Regions from separate parts of the Oryctolagus cuniculus genome. Here region 1 is linked to region 2. A link is a contact called in public Hi-C data. All regions are on one chromosome and are shown on one strand. Each heading gives the region's core, a stretch centred on a gene start, on an enhancer-like site or on the middle of the called end of the contact. The rest is flanking DNA. Distances are from core to core; before and after follow the strand shown.

Region 1 (6,978 bases), core at 1,191-3,690, 400 kb after region 2:
TGCCACCTGTGACACCAGCATCCCACATGAGCACCGGTTCAAGTCCCGGCTGCTCCACTTCTGATCCAGCTCCCTGCTGTGGCCTGGGAAAGCAGTGGAAGATGGCCAAGTGCCTGGGCCCCTGCACCCGCATGGGAGACCTGGAAGAAGCTCCTGGCTCGTGGCTTCAGATCGGCACAGCTCTGGTTATTGCTGCCATTTGAGGAGGGAACCAGCAGATGGAAGATCTCTCTCTCTCTCTCTCTGTCTCTCTCTCTCTCATGCTTTCAATTAAATAAATAAATAAATCTTTAAAAATAAAATGACTCAGTCATCATTTCTAATTTATAAAATAACTTATTCTTTTTTTTTTTTTTGACAGGCAGAGTGGACAGTGAGAGAGAGAGAGAAAGGTCTTCCTTTTTGCCGTTGGTTCACCCCACAATGGCCGCTGTGGCCGGCGCACCGCACTGATCCGATGGCAGGAGCCAGGTGCTTCTCCTGGTCTCCCATGCGGGTGCAGGGCCCAAGCACCTGGGCCATCCTCCACTGCACTCCCGGGCCACAGCAGAGAGCTGGCCTGGAAGAGGAGCAACCGGGACAGAATCCGGCGCCCCAACCAGGACTAGAACCTGGTGTGCCGGCGCCGCAGGTGGAGGATTAGCCTAGTGAGCCGCAGCGCCGGCCAATAACTTATTCTTCTGCAGAGTTTGAAAGCTCACATACTTGCATTGAAGAACTTCCCTGCGACACTCGACGTCCAGGCACACACGTGGTGGCACATGTGGACGTGGTGACACACGATCTGCACGCAGAGCAGCGCCCACAGTGGCGCTCTTCTTATTCAGAACAGAATCTGAAAGATTTACGGGTGACAGTTCGATTAGTCCTCTGCTCTTGGGCCTTTTCCACTCTGCCTATTTTAACTTACTTTTTCTTTATTCCTTTAATATTTTAATTACTTTTCATTTATTATTGTATAGAAAACGGATTGCATGAATTCCATAGATTCCCAGACTACAACAACAATTCTCCCCTCCCTCCCCTCTCCTTTTTTCAAGGATGTTTAGTGTTTACAGTCGCAGGCTCAGGGCTCTGCTCCAGGAGGAAAAGTCGGGGGGGGCGCTGTTGCACAGGGGCACAGACACGGGGAACAGCAGCCATCGGGTCCCGATGTCGGTCTCACTCATCTACATGAAGGGTTTGTACTCTGCGTATTGGCTCCACAGATCAGAGAGAGCATGCGGTAATCGTCTTTTTGGGTCTGACTTAGTTCACTACGCGTAACAGTCTCCAGTTGCGTCCATTTTCTTGCCTATGACAGGAGCTCATTTCTTTTTCACAGCTGCATAGTATTCCGTCATGTCTGACTCTCATTATATTGAAACATTGAATTCTTCTCTGGCATTTACCTCACTTATGCTTGGGCTTATTTTGGTATACTTTATGCCCTGACCCTGGCCGGCGCTCTGCACTGCACCGTGTGCACCTCCTCCTGGTGCACGAGCTGCGGGCGACGTCTGAGACAGCCCCGTGTCCTTGCTTGTGCCTGTGTGCCACTTTGCATGTCTGTGTGTGTCTTCCTGGGAATCCGAGCGAGAATGGTGGACGTTTGGATCAACTCCACGGGTGGGGAGAGCACCCCCTCTTGTCCAGAACCGAAATTCATCAGAAGAGAAGGGGAGGGGGCGCGGTGGAGGGAGGGGGCAGCGGTGTTGGGAGCCACGGGGGTCTTGTGCCCCCCACAATGACAGGAGACGAGGGTGTACACTCGGGGGAGGGGAGTCTGGCTCTCGGGAGGGCAGAGGGGTGAGTTACGCAGGCCGCAGTCACTTTAAGCTGCACCTGTCAGGGCGCACGGGGGCTTCATCTGGATACGCAACGACTGTTCTGTACCCACCGCGGGCGCCCCTGGAATGGCGAGTGTCCCACCAACACGTGGCCATCTGCAGGAGTCAGTCCACACCTCCGTCTCTTAATCTGCAGCACTAGTGCCCCCGAGTCCCCATTCGAAGTCGGTTTGGAACACTCGTGTGGATTATTCTCGTAACCAAGGTGGAGTGGGAGCTGCTCGGGCTCTGCCGTCTCACGGCTGTGAGCCGATTACCCGGCCGTCAGCCAACAGCGGCACGCGGCAGGTGTTCATGCGAACCCAGCGCTGGGAGCCCAGCGTCCCCTTCCAGATGGGCCTGGCAGGTGAGATGCAGGTAGAGAGGCCGGAGTCCCACGCCGAGTGCCTGGGCCGATGCCCGGCCTGATCCCAGATGCAGCTTCCTGCCTGTGGACGGAACCCCCGGGGGAGACCCAGGGGGGTCCTGGCTCCCCGCCCAGCTCCAGCCCCACCCCGGGGCTGCCATGGGCGACTGGGTGTGAAGGAGTGGACAGGGGCGCTGGCCCGTCTGTCTCTGCCTCTCACATACAGACATTTTAGGAACAAGAACCTGTGAAGGGGAGGCGCCCATCTGCACCTTGTGCCTGGCCTTTCTAGGGCGACCAAGTTCCTACTGATTTTTTTTAACTGCTTTTTATCAAGGTAGGGAAAAGCCACACGGCTGACTTTCAAATACCTCTCAGCTTGTGCCATGTGGCTAGAGCCCCAGGCCCCAGCTCCCGGGAGCTGGGACTCGCAGCTTCCACGGAAGCTGCCGAGGCTGGGGTGAGTCACAGCTTCGCACGGCCACTCCCGAGGACTGGCGGGGGTGGGCGGGCAGCCGTGATTTGTCATGAGAATGGGATTTCTTCTGGAATAAAAATGTTCTAAAATTATGTTGTGGTTGCCTGACACTGAGGCTGTACGAAAAAGTGTGGACATGTGTGGGTCCTGACTTACCTCTCAATAAAGCCATTGCAGGTTCAGTTTTGAAAGTCGAGGAGAGCCTGTGCTTCCCACGTCCTGGGATTCTGGAGTGAACTCCGGGAATGCGGCCTGGCCAATGTGCTGCCTCGGGGTGGGTTCACACGAGTGTGAGTTAATCGCCTGTGTTTTTATAAACTCCAGAAGGTAGCATTCTGGCTCTAAAGTGTGCTGTGACCTTAGGGAAGCTGTAAAGCTCTTCAAACCATCACCACCACCATCACCCCCCCCCCCCACGACCACCGTGCTTCTGTCTGGGAAAAAGTCCCAGATGGAGAAGAGCCCTGGCACGTGCATGATATGAGACCCAATAGGGAAGACGAATCACGAGTCCCGAGCGCTGTGGCTTCCTGAGGCCTTCAGAGCCTCACGTCTAAAACTCCCTCCCTTGCCGGTGCCGTGGCTCACTAGGCTAATCCTCCGCCTGCGGTGCCGGCGCCCCGGGTTCTAGTCCCGGTCGGGGCGCCGGATTCTGTCCTGGTTGCCCCTCTTCCAGGCCAGCTCTCTGCTGTAGCCCGGGAGTGCAGTGGAGGATGGCCCAGGTCCTTGGGCCCTGCACCCCATGGAGACCAGGAGAAGCACCTGGCTCCTGGCTTTGGATCAGCGCGGTGCGCCTGCCACAGCGGCCATTGGAGGGTGAACCAACGGCAAAGGAAGACCTTTCTCTCTGTCTCTCTCTCTCACTGTCCACTCTGCCTGTCAAAAAATTAAAAAACAAAACAAAACAAAACACCCCTCCCTCCCACAGGGGCCCGGAAGGAGCTGACAAGGGGGGAAGAGGAGGAGACGCAGGGACGCCTGGTGCACACCCGGTGCCCACTGTGAGAACCCGGGAACCCTCAGGCCCCGGGCGCTGCGGGGGGCGTCTGGGGATCCACACACACTCGCGCGGCAGGCAGCGGCTGAGCCGTGACGAGTGGGCGTTAGCAGCACGGAGCCCTGAGCATGCGACACGCAAAGCGAGCGCCCAGGACAGCAGGGGACAACAGCACTGAGGGCGAGCGCCAGGCCGTGGAGGCGGTGCCAGGCTGAGGCTTCGCGAGTCGCGGGCGGAAATCTCCGTTCCTGAGTGGTCTGCGCGTGAGCCGCCGGCTCCTGGGCCGTCCCCGTCTGGGCGACAGACGTCCTGCCCGGAACATCCCTCTGCTTGTCTGCGGCAGGGCCGCTGTGGCAGTCCGCAGGGGAGAGCGGCTGCAGCCGCCACCCGGAATCTGATGCTGCGGGAAGCAGCGGACGCGGTCCTCTCACACGGTCTGAGGCCATTTCTTTTCTTTTCTATTGGCCGTGAGACCGACGGCAGCACACCGGGGTTTGGTCTGCCTGAAGCGAGGCCGGGTTGAAGACCGGGGCTTCAATACCTCCGCAGCAGGGAGAGTCTACCTGACGGCTGCATACGGTGAGGTCACGGCTGCCAGTGTGGACCCCGGCGATGGGAGTGAGCACCACCCACGGAGGAGACCAGGCGGGACGGCCCCGGGTCATCTGGGCCCTGGGCGTTCAGGTGTCTGCGTGAGTGACAGGTGGACGTCCTCCACCTCCTCAACGCCAAGCCCAGCAGAACGGGAGCATCGACTGCTTTCTACATGGAGGACCAGCATCATTAGGTTTGTTGTGAAGTTCTCGTCCTCTCCTGTACAGGCTGCGGGTCTGTGAAATGTCCAATCAATTCTACGAAAAATCAGCTCGGAGAGAAACCCACGCCCGGGCCACAGGCGGAACTCCGAAGGCAGCGCAACCACACGGACACGAAACGGAACTCTGAGACCTCGGCTCCTGTGCCAGCGTCGGAGTGGCGTGGCCGGCGCTCGCCGGGTCGGAGGAGGAGCCAGGCCGGCCCACGTGCTGCTGTGGGCTCTCTCCTATCAACAGAGCCAGGCCAGCCCACCACGCTGCCGTGGGCTCTCTCCTATCAACAGAGCCAGGCCAGCCCACCACGCTGCCGTGGGCTCTCTCCTATCAACAGAGCCAGGCCAGCCCACCACGCTGCCGTGGGCTCTCTCCTATCAACAGAGCCAGGCCAGCCCACCACGCTGCCGTGGGCTCTCTCCTATCAACGGCACGGCAGCACTGCTTCACGGGCCCCTGGCACCACCCAGCGGCTGGCCCGAAGGCCCTGCAGCCCGCCCTCCTGGCCGGGGGCCGCCAAACTCTCCCCAGGCTTCCTCTGATACTGGAGCCAAATTTTTGAACTCTGTCATCATTGGTAATAGAGTTAGATCCATTTGTCACGGTCTACATTCCGTTGATTTTGCTTTAAATTACATTTTGCATAAATGTTGTTCTTTGGCCTCTTTATGGCTCTTGGCATCTGACCAGTGCATAGATCATAGATCCACACCCAGCGCCGTGCAGGGTCGCGGTGTCGGGCTAGCCTTCCCCACGCGCACCCCGCACAGTCACCCTTCCCAGACCCTCGGGGCCCCAAGCTCCAGGTGGCCTCAGAGGGGAACAATGCCACCTGCAGCCTTTGGGGAATGCGAGGAGCAGGCAGCTGGGATCTGACCCGCGTCCCCGCGTGACTCGCTGAGCAGGGCGCCTGCGCTGCACCGCCGATGCCCATGGGCTCGTGCTCTAGGGCGATGTGCCTGCTTCCAGTCTGACACAGCGGGGTCAGCGTGCCGTGTGTGTGCACCGCCATTCCTGGTGTGGAGGTAGTCTTCCCTCCCTCCCTCCCTCTCTTTCTTTTAAGGTTGATCTATGTATTGTGAAAGTCAGAGTTACAGGGATGGTAGGAGACACACACAGAGAGGTCTTCCACCCCCTGGTTCTTTCCCCAAATGGCCACAATGGACAGCATTGAGTCAGGCTGAAGCCAGGAGCCAGGAGCTTCTTCCGGGTCTCCCATGTGGGTGCAGGGGCCCAAGCACTTGGGCCGTCTTCCACTGCTTTCCCAGGCCATAGCAGGGAGCTGGACTGGAAGTGGAGCAGCCGGGACTGGAACCAGCCAGCGCCCATAGGGGATGCCGGCATCGCAGGCTGTGGCTTTACCCGCTGTGCCACAATGCTGGCCTCACATTTTTTTTTCTTTAAATTTTAACTTTAGCAGTGCCTGTTGGGAGAGAGAGAGAAACGAAGGGGGAAAGGGGAATTTGGGGTGGAAGCTTTATCAGACATGTAATTTGCAAATAGTTTCTCCAACTCTGTGGTTTGTCTTTTCATTATATGTACAGTGTCTTTTGCAAAGCAAGCAGTTTTGATTCTATTAAAGTCAAGATTAGCAGATTTTTCTTCTCTGGAACGTGCCCTGGGTGTGTAGCGAGAAACTCACTGCCACGACGGCAGTTACCCAGCGGCCGTGGGCTTTCTCCCGGACGCTTGATGCTCTTGCGTTTTACATGGAGGCGCGGGGCCCTGTATGAATCCAAGTTCGTACACGGCGCAAGGTGCAGGCTGGCGCGGGTCCCTGTGTCTTGTCATAGGATCATCGGATTGTCCCAGCCGCAGTGATGGGGAGGTTCTCTCCCCCACGGACCGCACCTCTGCTGGGTTCATCTGTGGAGGGGGAGCCTGCGTCTGGTTCCCCACGCCGCTCTGTCGGTTTCTTTCTCACAGCACCACTGCCACCCTCTGTCGTCACCCAGGCTGCATTGCGAGCCTGGACCCGGAGGCCAGATCACTTCAGCTCTTCTCTGTGTCTCCTCCCGGAGTTCTGGGGACACTGCGGCCGCTTTGCCCCAACGCCGTGGGGAGATTCGGTTCGTTGGTGCGCACAAGGCAGGCTTGCTGGGGTGGGACTGGGCCGGCGCTGACCCACGCGCCCTGCAGCCAGCTCTCCCGCCACGGGGCCGTGCGCAGCTCCGTGCATTTGCACCTTTTCTTCTCATTTCTTCCCATTGTGTGGTTTTTGGCGTGGAGATCGGCATCTGTTTTGCTTACATCATTTGTTCAGCATGATTGCAACTAGCATTTTCAAAGTTCAGAATCTAAATGTTGATTATTGTCTACAGAGATGTTTCAGTTTTAGTATGAATGGCTCAGTATGTGGACACAAATATACTCTGGTATTTCTGATCTTGGTTGCGTCCTACTTTCTGGTGTGTTTCACCCAGGTCCCCTCTAAGCGCTGGGTTGGCCGCATCCTGCAGGTTCTCACGTGTTGTGCGTTCTTTGTACTTTGCTCCAAAATCCGTTAACTTGGTGTGAGG
Region 2 (6,059 bases), core at 126-2,625:
CGCTGAAACTTGTCTTGGAACAAGGCGCAGCATTCCTGCTGGGGGTGCCTCCCCATCCTGTCGCACGGGCCCAGTCGGATAGTCATGAATTTTAACTGAAAATACAGTTCATGCCTCAGCACCCACCCAGGAAATTTATTTCCGTCCTAATCCAAGACAGGCCAGGTGATGAATTGGAATTCTGTCCTGGGAGAATGTGGGGCCTCTGAGGTCATGGCCAGGTAGTGCCGCTCAGCTTGAAAACCAGTGAGAGTGGCCGGCGCTGTGGTGTAGAAAGTTAAGCTTCTGCCCGCACATGGATGCCGGTTCAAGTCCTGGCTGCTCCAGTTCTGATCCAGCTCCCTGCTAATGGCCTGAGGGAGGCAGTGCTCAGGTCCCTGTCATTCATGTGGGAGACCTGGAAGAAGCTCCTGGCTCCTGGCCTCAGCTCAGCCCAGCCTCGGCCGTTGTGGCCATTTGGGGAATGAATCAGTGGATGGAGTATCTCGCCCTCTCCGTCTCTCTCTCCTTCTCCCTGTATCTCTGCCTTTCAAGTAAATAAATATTTTTTTTTAAAGAAAATCACTGATATTGACCGTAACTAATTCAGTACAGGAGTTTAGCGTTGGTGCTTCAGAGTTCAGATTGTCTTCCGTCAAAAGCTGCCGTGGAGTTCCAGGGTGGCTGGGGTGGGGGGAGCTCCAGCCCTCGTGCAGGTGCAGCTGGCACCGTCCTGCTGGAGGGGCCAGGGTCAGCTGAGGGTCCCCCAAGACCGACTTAGTGAAGAGCCTGCTGCAGATGGGAGACTATGCTCTGAGCTCTGCCAGGCCGTTTTCTGCCCTCTGAGATCTCCCTTGGTGGAGAAGCCTCGTGTGCGCTCCGTCTGCGGTGGGCGGTTCATGTCCCCTGTGCTGAACTGTTTCCTGACACGTGGACCCTGGGTCTGGCAGGAGGACGCTGGCTCAGCTCCTTACCACTGGGGGCCGTCATCAAGCGACATCAGGGTGGGAGCCGCTGTCTGGTTCTGGGGAGATGTGTTGACCCCTGTGACGAGCCTGAGGAGAGGGGAAGGGGCCTGGCTGGGGAGGCCGAAGCCTGAGGGCTCCAGAGGGCCCCTGCCATGTGGGATCCCTGCCATGCACCCGAGGCCACAGCACTCCGGAGCCCGTGCCTGGGCCTGAGCCTGGAAGAGGAAGCGGGCTCTTTGCCAGTCCCGTGAGCAGCGACAGGCAGGCCCATGGTGTCCTGTGGCTCTGCTGGAGGCATCCCTCTGCCACTCCGGTGATGGGCGGGGCTTGTGCTTGCACGCAGCTTTTGTGAGCTGGTGGACAGAGGCCCAGAAGACATGCGGCAGTCTTGGGCAGTGCGTGGTGTCATGGGAGAAGGACATGGGAGGTGGAATCGCACCCTCCTCCTGCCCTCGGTGAGCCAGTGGTGTTGGTGTCCCAGAGTGGGCCTCCTGGGGCTGCCGGGGTAGGTCCTTTAGAGAGAGTTTTCACGGTGGCATGGAGTCCAGACTTAAGCACTACTCGTAAGAGTGTTGCAGGTGCCATTTGCTACCGACACCTACAAGCCCTGGCCCCAGAACACTGTCCTCCTGCCACCAAGGGGCAGGGGTGAAGGCTGGAGCCTGGCTGGCTTGGCCTCAGCACGGTTGCTGAAACTGCACACTGTCCACAAGGGGGAAGCAGAGCTGTTCCAGACGGCTGTCGCTCGGTGCGTTTTTGGCTCTGAGATTCCCTGGGTTCAGGTTACAGAGTGAGTTGCAGACTGACTCGTGTGCCTTTCCATTTTCCTCGTTGGTTTTCTGACCCATGTGATTCACTTTCTGATCTTTAAATTACTGCGTGTGGTGCATACACCAAGACCGACATGCCAGTGGCCGCCCTCCCTGGGGAGGTCCCTGGGTGACCAGCGTCTTCCCAGAGCAGTGGTGACTTGGCCGCTTGTCCTTGCTGCAGGAGGCGGAATGTGATTGCTCAGCAAGTCTTGATTGCTGGTTGTTGGGGCGTCCGTCTTCCCCACCAGCCTGTCTCTCGTGGCCTCTGTGCAGAGCCCAGCGGCCCCTTGTCCGCCTCACTCGTCTCTCCTGTGTCTCTTGCGCAGGGCGCAGTTTTGAGAACATCCTGGGGACACAGGGGGTGGCAGCCGAGGGACACAGAGGGTGGCAGGCAGGGGACACAGAGGGTGGCAGCTGGGGGACACAGGGCTGGCAGCCTGGGGACACAGAGGGTGGCAGGCAGGGGACACAGGGCTGGCAGCCTGGGGACAGAGGGGGTGGCAGCCTGGGGACAGAGGGGGTGGCAGCCGGGGGACACAGAGGGTGGCAGCCGGGGGACACAGAGGGTGGCAGGCAGGGGACACAGAGGGTGGCAGCTGGGGGACACAGGGCTGGCAGCCTGGGGACATAGGGGGTGGCAGCCTGGGGACACAGGGGGTGGCAGCTGGGGGACACAGGGCTGGCAGCCTGGGGACACAGGGGGTGGCAGCCGAGGGACACAGAGGGTGGCAGGCAGGGGACACAGAGGGTGGCAGCTGGGGGACACAGGGCTGGCAGCCTGGGGACACAGAGGGTGGCAGCCGGGGGACACAGAGGGTGGCAGCCGGGGGACACAGGGCTGGCAGCCTGGGGACATAGGGGGTGGCAGCCTGGGGACACAGGGGGTGGCAGCCTGGGGACACAGAGGGTGGCAGCTGGGGGACACAGGGCTGGCAGCCTGGGGACACAGAGGGTGGCAGCCGGGGAACACAGAGGGTGGCAGCCGGGGGACACAGGGCTGGCAGCCTGGGGACACAGAGGGTGGCAGCCAGGGGACACAGGGCTGGCAGCCTGGGGACACAGGGTGGCAGCCAGGGGACACAGGGCTGGCAGCCTGGGGACACAGGGGGTGGCAGCCGGGGGACACAGGGCTGGCAGCCTGGGGACACAGGGGGTGGCAGCCGGGGGACACAGGGCTGGCAGCCGGGGGCACTGTCATATTTGAGTGGCTCCCTGGGCTTGAGGCATGTCTGAGGCTCCAGGGCCAGGCGGGCTCAGAAAGCAGATGTGTGGTCGGAGGCCCAGGAGGCAGCATGTCCCCAGCCCGCAGCAGCAGGATGGCAGGCAGGAGTCCGGACCCGGTCAGGCTGGCATGGGAGTGAGAGGCTGGGTGGCAAGCTCTGTAGGCAGGGGAAATAAGCCCAGCTGTCAGCCGCACAGCAGCGTCTCCCAGTTCAGGGTGTTTACTGCTAAGGAGCTCGCCAGCACCCCGTGTCGGCAGTCAGAACAGCTGTTTCAGGGGTTGGTGATATGGCGTGCCAGATTAAGCCATCATCGGAGACACCAGCGTCCCATATGGGCACCAGCTTGGGTTCCAGCTGCTCCGCTTCCAATCCAGCTCCCTGCTAATGACCTGGGAAGGTGACCCAAGTGCTTGGGGCCCTGTCACCCACGTGGGACCCAGATGAAGGTCCTGGTTCCTGGTTTTGGACTGGCCATGCTCTGGCTGTTGTGACCATCTGAGGAGTGAAACCAGTAGTTGGAAGATCTCTCTGCCTCCCCCCTGTCTCTGTAACTCTGACTTTCAAATAAATAATTCTTTAAAAAAAGATAATTAGCCATTTTAAATGCAGATAAAAATGTCAAAATCTCAAGGAAATGATTATATCCTACGTGTGTTCAGTAAAGCTTTTTGACTTTTTCCTTTGATGTCAAAAGAATCATAGTTACTTTTTTATTATTACTTATTTATTTGAAAGAGTTACACAGAGAGGCAGAAGCAGAGAGAGAGAGAGAGAGAGAGAGAGAGAGAGAGAGAGAGAGGTCTTCCATCCTCTGGTTCATTCCCCAGTTGGCCTCAATGGCCGGAGCTGTGCCAGTCCGAAGCCAGGAGCCAGGAGCCTCCCCCGGGTTTCCCACGTGGGTGCAGGGCCCAAGGACTTAGGCGTCTTCCACTGCTTTCCCAGGCCACAGCAGAGATCTGGATGGGAAGTGGAGCAGCTGGGGAGTGATCCACCACCCATATGGGATGCTAGCGCTGCAGGCAGTGGCTTTACCTGCTACGCCACAGTGCTGGCCCCAAAAGAATCGTGGCTTTAAAATACTACTTAATCCACAGACTTCTGTACTGTGTTTTATGATTCTACAGTTTATAATTTTTGTGAAACAGACACTCACAGATGCACATGTAATTTTGAATTTCCTACTTTAAGAAATACGACGACTAGGGGAATCTCTTAGCAATGGAGTCTGGCCCTGTGTGGGGAGCAGCCCGGACTGGACTGAGTTACTGGAATTAAGACTTATTCTATGCATCTGCTCTCCCACAATATGGCGCTGGGAGAGAAGTAAACAGCTTCCGCACAGCTGCCTCCAGTTCAACCAATAAACTGTAGGACTTGCTCCTGATTGGAGAGCAGCGTACTCGGCGTGTGGGCAGCCGAGTTGGGATTGGCGGAGGAGGACTATAAAGGAGGAGAGAGACGGCATGCACCGGGGCATCTAAGGGGAACATCTAGCTGAAGGAACACCTGTGCAGCCCCCGAGAAGAGCCGGCCGGCGGTGTGCCGCTCCCCTGCGGAAGTGGGGAATGTGGCCAGGGGGAACTGCCCTTCCACGGAGGTGGAAGGGATAGTAGCCAACCCGGGAAGAACCAGCAGCAAACCCGGGGAGGGCCGAGCAGACGAGAGAACAGCGCAGGGTCCTGTGTCGTTCCTCCACGAAGAGGGGGAGCGACAGCCCTGAACTTGGTTCTGTGTGGCGTCACTGTGGCTGGGGATCCCCCGCGTGCCTCGTTTGTTCCTCGGGACCTGCAGTTGCAGGTATGCCGTGCGGGGGGTGGGGGGCGGGGGACACAGGTAACCCTGTTTGTTCTTCCTTGTCCCTGTGCCCTCAGGTCACGATGCAGCCGTGAGCACCGTGTGCTGGAGCCATGACCAGAGGTGGCTGCTGTCTGTAGCCCAGGATGGGGCCCTGCGGGTGTGGTCCCTCCGCAGGGCAGAGCTCCTGTTGCTGCTGGTAATGAGGCCCCTCCCCACCCACGGCTGTCCTGCAGCGTCCTCTCAAGGGCATGTTTTTGCCTTAATCGGAGACTTGGAAATGGACACTGATCAGGAGCTTGCAGTGAAGGTTATTGATCAGATATTTTCTTACATGTGTGCTCATGTTATTCACCACATAATGTGCACACATGTACACATGCACGCCTGCTACATGCTACATGCATGTGTGGACACATACAGTTACATGTCCTAATGTGTGTTATGGTCAGCAAACAGGAAAATAATTAATGCTGTAGTACTTGGTTAATTTTAAATGTTAATCTAGTGTGATTTTATTGCAGAGGTAATGGTCATGGCCTAAGGGATACTGCATGAATATTTTGGGAGAAAAATGACTAGTTTTGATGATCTGATGGGTGGTCATTCGGAAGTAGGATGGAGAAGGAGAGACAGGAAGATGGCAGTAGTCTGACACCAAGACAGGAGGAGGTGTTCGTAAGAAGTGGCTTTGATTTGTGAAATTATGGGATGGTTAATTGTGAAAGACACAACGTAGGAAGTGGTGGAATTTCCGATGTGCTCAGCGTTTGTTCTCTACGGGCCTGGCTGGAGGAAGAGCCCTAGACAGAGGGCGTGAAGCCGGGGGCTCCGTGAGGGTGGAGGCTCTCACGGCCGCTCCAGGGTGTGCAGGGGGCGGTGGGTTTTGGAGTTGCTGATACTGTTCGCTTGTGCGCACAGTGTCCGTTTTCAAAGTCGGAACCTTAGAACTAAGTTTTCAAACAGGTTTTAAATTCCAGGCGTAATAAAATCCTTGCTGCTTAACATATTCATTGCTTAGTTTCAGTTTTCTTTGAGAGGTTTTAAATGGCTAGGATTGACAGTAGACTTATAGTAAAACTTCTGTCCTACCGCACCTTCAGAAGCCATCAGAAGGCAGAAGGGAGAGAGCAGATCTGCCCTAACAAAGCGCACGTGTGCCCAGAGTGATGGGTGCTCGGGGCTCGGATGGCAGGGCCTGTGCGTTACCCTCACTGCCGCGGTCACTGGTTTGCTTTGCAGGGAAAAGACGTGTTTCCCAGGCCTGTTCACTCTGCACAGTT

What was found. Hi-C and Micro-C count contacts between places; a contact is called where the count stands out from the background.
Region 1: a Hi-C map of an unstated tissue shows a contact between it and region 2, with 4 times the contacts expected there. The contact joins two enhancer-like sites. A contact is called at or near these places in 2 of 6 Hi-C or Micro-C datasets (ear pinna and an unstated tissue).

Annotation. Positions count from the first base shown.
Region 1 is chr5:1,120,196-1,127,173 of mOryCun1.1, forward strand. No RefSeq gene overlaps it. Among named protein-coding and RNA genes, the nearest start is that of THBS2, 170 kb to the left of the region's middle. Within about 2 kb of position 2,441, at least 1 of the 8 cell types and tissues checked has an H3K27ac peak or open chromatin away from gene starts, as enhancers often do.
Region 2 is chr5:717,431-723,489 of mOryCun1.1, forward strand. It overlaps WDR27 (WD repeat domain 27), which reads left to right. Exons shown (of 25, transcript XM_070074559.1): 18 at 4,854-4,975; 19 at 6,019-6,059. Among named protein-coding and RNA genes, the nearest start is that of C5H6orf120, 69 kb to the left of the region's middle. Within about 2 kb of position 1,376, at least 1 of the 8 cell types and tissues checked has an H3K27ac peak or open chromatin away from gene starts, as enhancers often do.